2 separate regions of the Pan troglodytes genome follow, and region 2 is linked to region 1. Evidence: chromatin contacts called from public HiChIP or PLAC-seq data. All regions are on one chromosome and are shown on one strand. Each heading gives the region's core, a stretch centred on a gene start, on an enhancer-like site or on the middle of the called end of the contact. The rest is flanking DNA. Distances are from core to core; before and after follow the strand shown.

What was found. HiChIP or PLAC-seq counts read pairs in DNA pulled down with a chosen protein or histone mark.
Region 2: an H3K4me3 HiChIP or PLAC-seq map of stem cell-derived excitatory neurons shows a contact between it and region 1, with 2.3 times the contacts expected there. The contact joins the promoter of RAB31 here to the promoter of VAPA in region 1. A contact is called at or near these places in 2 of 7 Hi-C or Micro-C datasets (blood and stem cell-derived neural progenitor cells) and 1 of 1 datasets of contacts at active chromatin or transcription factors (stem cell-derived excitatory neurons).

The regions. Positions count from the first base shown.
Region 1 is chr17:20,981,771-20,985,676 of NHGRI_mPanTro3-v2.0_pri, reverse strand. It overlaps VAPA (VAMP associated protein A), which reads left to right and starts at 1,625. Exons shown (of 7, transcript NM_001280235.1): 1 at 1,625-1,939. The coding sequence starts at 1,882. It overlaps LOC129137842 (a long non-coding RNA gene), which reads right to left and starts at 1,488. Exons shown (of 2, transcript XR_010152020.1): 1 at 1,364-1,488; 2 at 537-937.
Region 2 is chr17:21,187,640-21,191,545 of NHGRI_mPanTro3-v2.0_pri, reverse strand. RAB31 (RAB31, member RAS oncogene family) reads left to right here and starts at 2,214. Exons shown (of 7, transcript XM_523865.7): 1 at 2,214-2,420. The coding sequence starts at 2,382.

The DNA.
Region 1 (3,906 bases), core at 376-2,875:
CCCTGCAGGCTGGGGTGGCCAGTTTTTATTGGCTTATTTGTCCCTGCCCATGCCCTGCTGATTGGTCCATTTTACAGAGTGCTGATTGGTCCATTTTACAAACCTCTAGCTACCTACAGAGTGCTGATAGGTGCATTTTTACAGAGCACTGATTGGTGCATTTTACAAAACTCTAGCTAGCTACAGAGTGCTGATTGGTGCATTTTACAATCCTCTTGTAAGAAAAGTTCTCCAAGTCCCCACCCAACCCAGAAATCCAGCTGGCTTCACCTCTCACTCCCAGGAATTTCAGGGCTGAAAACACATTCCTCCTGGGTGGCACAATCTTCTGTGAATGCCAGGCTAGCAATTCCAGCAGGCTGTTCCTGGATGGACCCTGATACCTGGATCGCACATGAAAACTTGGATTTGGTGCCTACTTCTAGACTACTGTTTCGTCTCGTTTATTTTCTAGACAAACTGTGCTGCTCCATGGCAGTAGCATCAATATGTCTTTTGTTTCGTGGCGCTACCTAGGGATTTAAATTCAAACCGTATCACAAAATACAATAAAGGTTTATTTACAGCACATTGGTTTCATTTGACGTTCCTGTACCGGACTACCCTGGCAATCGGCTAAAGTTTTGTCAGCAAGTTTGCTGCTGGGATTTTTCTTATTTGGTTCAGTTTACTACAGCCTATCGTAAGTGATGCAGATGGAGTTAGTTTCTAACATGTGAACGTGAGAACTGTTTTGGTTTGGGTCCATCATTAAAACTGAAGAAGATTATTTGGGTTCGATGGTGTAGATTTTTGACTTTTATTTCTAGTTTCTGTGTGCTTTGTCATATTTCCCCTTGCTTCCTAGACGAGGTGCGTTTCCTTATCTGATTTTGCATCACTGCAGAGAACTCAGGAAGCAGGAGAGGCTGAATTGGATACCACGGGGAATGCAGCCCTGCCAACAGAGGATTGGATAGAATTAGAGCAAACGGACACATCCCCCCACGCCTGTTCTCCACAGGGCAGATTTTATTAATATATTTCTAACATTGGGGCCTCGTTTCAGTCTTCAAGTTTTTTCTTTTTTAGCGCAAACTAGACGCGCTCTGAGAGCCAAAATTAGCGTCCGCGAACCCCACCCCATTCGCCTCCAACAGACCTAGCTCTCCTTTCCACCCACAAACAGCCGTTACTACAGTTCCCAGCAAGCACCGCGCAGGGCCGCAAAGGGCCAGGCCCTCGGCGAAGGCCCCGCCCCGCAGGGGGCATGCCGGGAGTTGTAGTGAGTGGGCGCTTCCCTACTACTACTTGTCCCTTCCACTGGGCATTCCCACTTGGAAGAGTGTGATGCGCTGCCAGAGCAGTTTCTCTAGTTCCGTACTCGGAGCTCAAGGTGACAGAGGACTGCGCTTCCAGCCCTGCGCTGCGCATCGCGTCGGTCCCGTGGACCTTTGCCCCGCCTCCTTCCACACCCGTTCCCTTGACAGCTGGGCTGCGCTCCGGGCCGCGGCAAGCCGCGAGCGCGCAGGCGCAGCAGCCCCGCGCCGCGCTAGGCAGGCCTGGAGGGCGGGACAAGCGCTAGGAGCTCCCGGCCGGGGGCGCGCACGTAGGCACGCAGAGGCCGTCACGTGGGTCGCCGAGGATCGCAGTGCGCGTGGCCGTGGCGGCTGGTGTGGGGTTGAGTCAGTTGTGGGGCCCGGAGCTGCTGACCCAGCGGGTGGCCCACCGAACCGGTGACACAGCGGCAGGCGTTAGGGCTCGGGAGCCGCGAGCCTGGCCTCGTCCTAGAGCTCGGCCGAGCCGTCGCCGCCGTCGTCCCCCGCCCCCAGTCAGCAAACCGCCGCCGCGGGCGCGCCCCCGCTCTGCGCTGTCTCTCCGATGGCGTCCGCCTCAGGGGCCATGGCGAAGCACGAGCAGATCCTGGTCCTCGATCCGCCCACAGACCTCAAATTCAAAGGTAGGCAGAACGGGGACACCCCCGGGTGGGGTGGGGCGCGCGGACGGCTGGCTGGCGGCGGGGGGCGCGGAGGGCACGTCGGCGTCCCTGGCCCAAGGGAGCGCCCCCTCCCCCACGCCCCGGCGCCTTCCCTTTCCCGGCTGCTTTCTTGCCGCCACCTCGGCCGGCCTGCCCCTTGCTCCGGCCCGCTTCATCCCCTCCCGCCCGCCCGCGCTGCGGTGCGCGCGCCGGCCGGGGCGAGGCGGAGGGGAGCCCGGCCCTGGCGCCGCCGCCGCCGCCATCTTGCGGTCCCGCGGGGGCGCCTCCTGGGCGTCCGGTCCCGCCCGCGCCGCGGTCCGCCTGGGCCCGCGTCCTTGGCCCCAGAGGCCGACGGCGTGCTTCGGCGGGGCGTGGGCGGCTGGGCACCCGAGGGCGTGCGCTCTGGGCTGCGGCGGGGAGTGGGCTCTGGAGGTGGCGCAAGCTGCGTCTGTCGCCCGCTCCCGGCTGTCAGCGGCGCGGGGAGGCTAGGGCGCGGCGCGGGACCCCTTGGGAGTGAGAGCCGCCCCCCCGGCCCCTGCCCCGGCCCGGGGAGAGCTCGGTGCAGCCGGCCCTCGGGTTCCGCGGAGGGCGTCGCTTGTCACCTTTCCGCCAGGTTTAGAACTCGGCCGTCAGGTGTAGGACGCGCCGGGGAGGTGGAGAGTCCTTGGAGGTGCCTGGCGAGGGCTGCCCGGTGCTGTTGGCACGGACCCAGGTGCGTGCGGGCAGGAGCGATGCGTCAGCTGCAAACGGAGAGTTGTAGGTTCATAGTAGCGGGGCTTCCTGCCTTCTACGACATTTCAGTGTGCCACCCGCGTGCTTTTATTTAGCCCTTTAGTTGAGCTCCTCTGCTGAGAAACCTTCAGTGCGTGTGACTTTTTTGCTTTTACGTTTGCGGTTTCCGACAGATCCTGAGAAGGCTGATAAGGTGTCACCCAGCTCTGGAACTTTGTAGGTTTTTGTAGTACTGCCGGTGATAAGTTTTTAGTCTGACTTGGTGATCCTGGAAGAATCCCAGGGGCTTTTGGTCCGTTTCCTTGTCAATGTGTAGTGTACTTTAGGAAAGAGAGTTAAAATGTACAGATTTTTATTTTTTTTCTTTGTTCTTAAGGAATACTGAAAGAGTGTGGACATCTAATAGAAAGTAGGTTCCTTCCTATCTTTAGTTAAGTGTAAAGTGAGTCCCGTTTTGGAAGTCTATGTCTTGTATTTCAGTTGTTGAATGAGAACAATTTTTGTGAGGTGTATAGCAATTCTAGTGCTAAAAGAAAAAATTAAATCCTTTATTGTTGTGTAAGGCTGAGTCCAAGAGAAAACCAACTACATTGTTTTCCATAGGAAAAACTTCAGTTTTAGGAATTTAAAATATATTCTGGAATTATGAGATTAATATTGCATAACTACATTGCAAGCTTTTTAGTGCGTTTACAAATTTCTTTGAATAGAAGTGTAAGTGAGCTACTTGTTGGGTAAGGATTTGGTTTTAAGGTTCAGTGAATGTATTTTATTGCAAGTTTATGTAAGTTGTGTGATTTTTACGTAGTTGTAGCTGGGGGAAAACCTTTGAGGAATTATGAAGAGTCCTGACTCAGCCATTATCTTGAGATAATTTAATGTAAATCTATATGGTGTGTTTTTTTTAATATTTCGTTTTTATCTTTTGATTGGCTGTGTTTACAGTGAACATTTGCTCTACTGGATAACTATGTGTAAATTGCCATTAGGGATTTATAAGCCTTTACAACCAGTTTTAGGCCAGGAAATGTCCACAGAGTTTGAAGTTTTCTCCTTAGGGAAGTTGTTATGTTGCTATAGTAAGGGAGTAATAATAGTGGAGAAGCAGGTTTAAAAAACAAGCAAAAGCCCTACACAGTGACTTACTCATATATTTCCTTTTTTGGGGGTGTTGGAGAATTACAGCTATGATTATAGAACTCATTGTTTTTGTGTTG
Region 2 (3,906 bases), core at 965-3,464, 210 kb before region 1:
TACACCAGAACTATATATTTGCAGAAAATTCCAGAGGAGTCAGGATGGGCCCTTAGTACAGTAATCACAGAGTGTAACAATAGAGAACATGGCACTTTTTCAAAAGGTCGAGAGCTGCCTCTGACCTGTCACTCTTAAAATATGTCTCCCAGCAGTCATCTTCCTGCCTTCCGGGGCTAGAGCTTTGTAGGTTACCTTAGGGTGATCATGGGGACCTGGTTTTCATGAGGCCATGTTTAAGCTCAGGGGTGACCTGGCTGGGGAGAGGGTATAAACCCATGAACACGAGTCAGTTGACAGACTAGGATTGCCACTTTGTAAAGAAGAGCCCAAGGCCTGATCAGAATGAGACGCAAATGAGGTCATTTTTAACAGAACTAGGGGAGGGGAGAAGGACAAATAGACTGGGGCGATTCTCAGGGAGGGAAGGGCTGGATACGGGACTCTTTTGGGAGAGCCTAGAAACGACGCAAGCGTCCCAGACACCCGGGCTAGTGGAGAAGAGAGCAGAATGAGAGCAGTCATGAAAAAGAGTAAGGGAACACAAGAGAAATCCGATTTGCCTATTTCTGTCTGGGCACAGTTCTGCCCTTAGCAATCTAAGGCAACTTCACAAAGCTCCACTCACTGCACGGGATGTAGAACACAGTGGAGGCTTCCACCCTGGTTTGACTGGCTTTTGGGAATCAAGCGGGAAAGCCAAAAGGACATGTTTCAGTGTGGAGATCCAAGTCTTAGCAGGTGCCCTCAGGGCTGGCGAAGGCCTTGGGGGAGGTGTCTTTGCAACTGTGTAGGGGTGGTTTTCTGATTAGCAAATCTGAGGGCAGGGAGATATTGTGATCAGGACTGTTTGATTCTGGGCAAGCCTCTTTTTACCCTGCCCACATAGAAGACTCTGCTTTGGATACAAAGTCAAGGACGGATACTGATACAATGGACCTGTAACTTGTTCATGGCTGCCTTTTGTACAGTTTAGTCCATTTGAGTAATCTCCACAAGCCTGCACCTCCAGGGCAAACTTCTTGCTCTTCTGGGGAATTTAATTGTGAATTGTCTGTTTCGGGGCCCATTTTGACTCCAGTATTCCAGGACTTATCTCTTTGGAGGCCTTGATTTGGAATTTCCCATTGGATGGGGCTACTTGGGTACTGGGTAGCTTCAACCTGGCTTCCGTAGGAACAAAGCCAGATGATCACGGTGGGAGGTCTGCTAGGAGAATGGAAATGCCATTGATTAAAATGGGAAGGTTAGGAGAGAGGCCTGAGAGTTTGGGATAGGAGATGAAGTTTCAAAAAATCAGTTTTTAAAAAAACATTTCCCATCTGAAATGCCAGTGAATTGTTCAGACAGATTACATTGAAAAGGCTGACATTTCTGTAGCAGCAACGAATGAAGTCATCTGAGTGGATGAGGTGCTCTAGGCCATACATGGAGAAGAGAACACAGTTACCCAAGCCTCCCCGACTGTGTGCGGCCACGGACTCTGCTCATTTCCCAGTTAGGAACGATGCAGGGGTCTGCTGGGATCTCCACGTTTCTACCTGTACTTCTGAGGACTGGGTTTCTGCCCACACAAGTTGCAGGATTTGCTCTACTGAGAAAAAGAGTTTTGCTCCAGAAAGCAAGTTTCCTGTTTCAGACACGGACAGCGAGTTTTGCTTCTAGAATCATTTTCAGCTGCATACAGAAAAATGAACTTGGCTGAGCTGAAGAGCCACACATATGTTAAACGGAAGCTCGGGTATTAGGAACGTCGAGAAAGGCAGGCCGAAAAGTTAGCCCCCTTCTCCTCACCCCTGTCCTCACAGCGGCCCCTTCAGTGGCCTGACTTTTTCTGCGTGGGACCCAGAATGTCGCTTGAGGATGGGACCACCCGCAGACCTCCACGCGCTGCCACGCAAACGGCCTCGGCCGAGAGCATTCGCTTTCCAGATGAGAATGGCATCTTCAGGGACCCGCTGGTAGTGGGGCCAGGTCTCCACAGGGCCGGTCCAGTCCTTCCTACCCACCCAGGCCCTGCGGCCAGGCGGGGCCGGGAGGGGCGGATGCCGGAGGGCGCTGGGGGAGGCCGACCCGCGCGGGGCTGGTCCGAGGGCGGAGGCAATCCGCAGGCGACGCCGCAGGTCCCGGGTGGCTGACGCCGTCCGGGGGCGTTCCTGGGAGCTGGGGGCCGGCGAGGCTGGACCCGACGCGCCCGGGAGGAGCCGGCCGGCGGCCACGTGACCCACCGCGGCGGGGCCGGCGGCCCAGAAATAGCAGCGGCGGCGGTTCCGCCCGCGGGCGGCGCGAGCGAGGGGCAGAGGCGAGAGACGCCGGCGGGGCGCGGGCGCGGCGGCCCCGGAGGATGCTGCTGAGCCCCGGCACTGCCTGGCTGCGAGCACATGATGGCGATACGGGAGCTCAAAGTGTGCCTTCTCGGGGTGAGTCCTGGCCGCCACCCGCCGGCGGACCCCGGCCCGCGCTCTCGCGCCCCTTCGCTCCCCTATTCCCTGCGCGCTCAGTCCCCGTGATCCCCTCGCTCTCCGCACCCCTCTCGTAGCCCCCGTCCCCCTCGTCCGCGCGCCCCCTGGTTCCCCGGGTCCCCCTGGCTCCCCTAGTCCGTGCGCCCCTCGCTCTCCGCGCCCCTCGCTCTCCGCACCCCGCCTGTTCTCCGCCTCCCCGCCGTCCGTGCGCCCCTCTGGTCCGCCCCCGCTCTCACCCTGCCGGGGTCCGGGTCCGAGCCTGCCCCGGGCTTACTCCGCTCTTTCCTCCCGGCCCGCGAGTCCCCGGATCCGCGGCGACCTCGCGGGGACCCCCAGCGGGGACGGGGCAGTGGCGGCGAGTCTGGGGCCCCGAGGGCTTTCTCCTCCGCTTTTGATAGTTTCCTTCCGGCAGAAAGTTTAAGTTGCTCAGCCAAGTCGCTGAGTGCTCTTTTGCCTCCTGGGGGCAATTGATTTATTCACGTAAAACAGAAAAATAAAACCAAAAGCGAACCCAGCCAAGGGGGTGAAAGCCGAGGGCGCGGCCGGGGTGGAAGGTGAGGCAGTGACCTGTGCGGAGCGCGCCCTGCAAACTTCCCTGCTGCGGGTGAAAGAAGCTGCCTGGGAAAGTCCTCCCCACCATCACTCCCCTAAAGTGGGGTTTTCTCCGCCCGAAGAAGCCTTAAAGCAGCCAGAAACAAAGAAGCAGTCAATCCGTGCGGCCCGGGGACTGCAGACAGGGGACCCGGCGAGGACGCAGGGAGCCGCTGGCGAACCGCCCCTGGGAATTCAGATAAACGTAGGGTCGCTTCCTTTCGGGGGCCCACTCCGCATTCCAGAATTCCTTCTTCTAAAAGAAGAGCCGGTTCTAAGGGCGTTTTCAGCAGCCATTAGCATCTGGTGTACCCGCCCGTGTCATTCAAAGCTGGTCTCATGAAAACCATTTCCTAAAAAAGGGCAGCGAAAGGGTCGCATTCTTGTGCGAACTGATCTGTCAAGATGGGGGTACAAGAACTGTAGAAAGAGGAAATGATTTCGGTGAGGACTGAATTGTGCCAGCGTCTCTAGGCTTCCTCTAGGCTCTTGTGGAACCTCCGGCAGGCTCCCATCATCGGCTCCCATCACCGGCCTCTTCCAAAACCATCCCTTACCCTAACTCGATTGTCCGGTTGGCTTAGAATTCCAGAGGATCTGGGAAGGCCCTGCCCTCCCTGGTAGCCCCTGGCACAGATCCGCACAGATCCCCACCTCCCCCGACTTGCTGAGCCACAGCCAGGATCTAGTCTGGTCTTTCTCTGTTGACCTTTTTGTGTGGCAGGAGTGGGTTTTCCTGTTCCCCAGGCCCTCTAATATTTCCAGACATAAATTCCAGGAATCCCATGCTTCCCTATTGAGGGGCCATTTCAGCCTCAGGAAAGGCCTTCAGAGACTTAGAAGGAATGTCGTG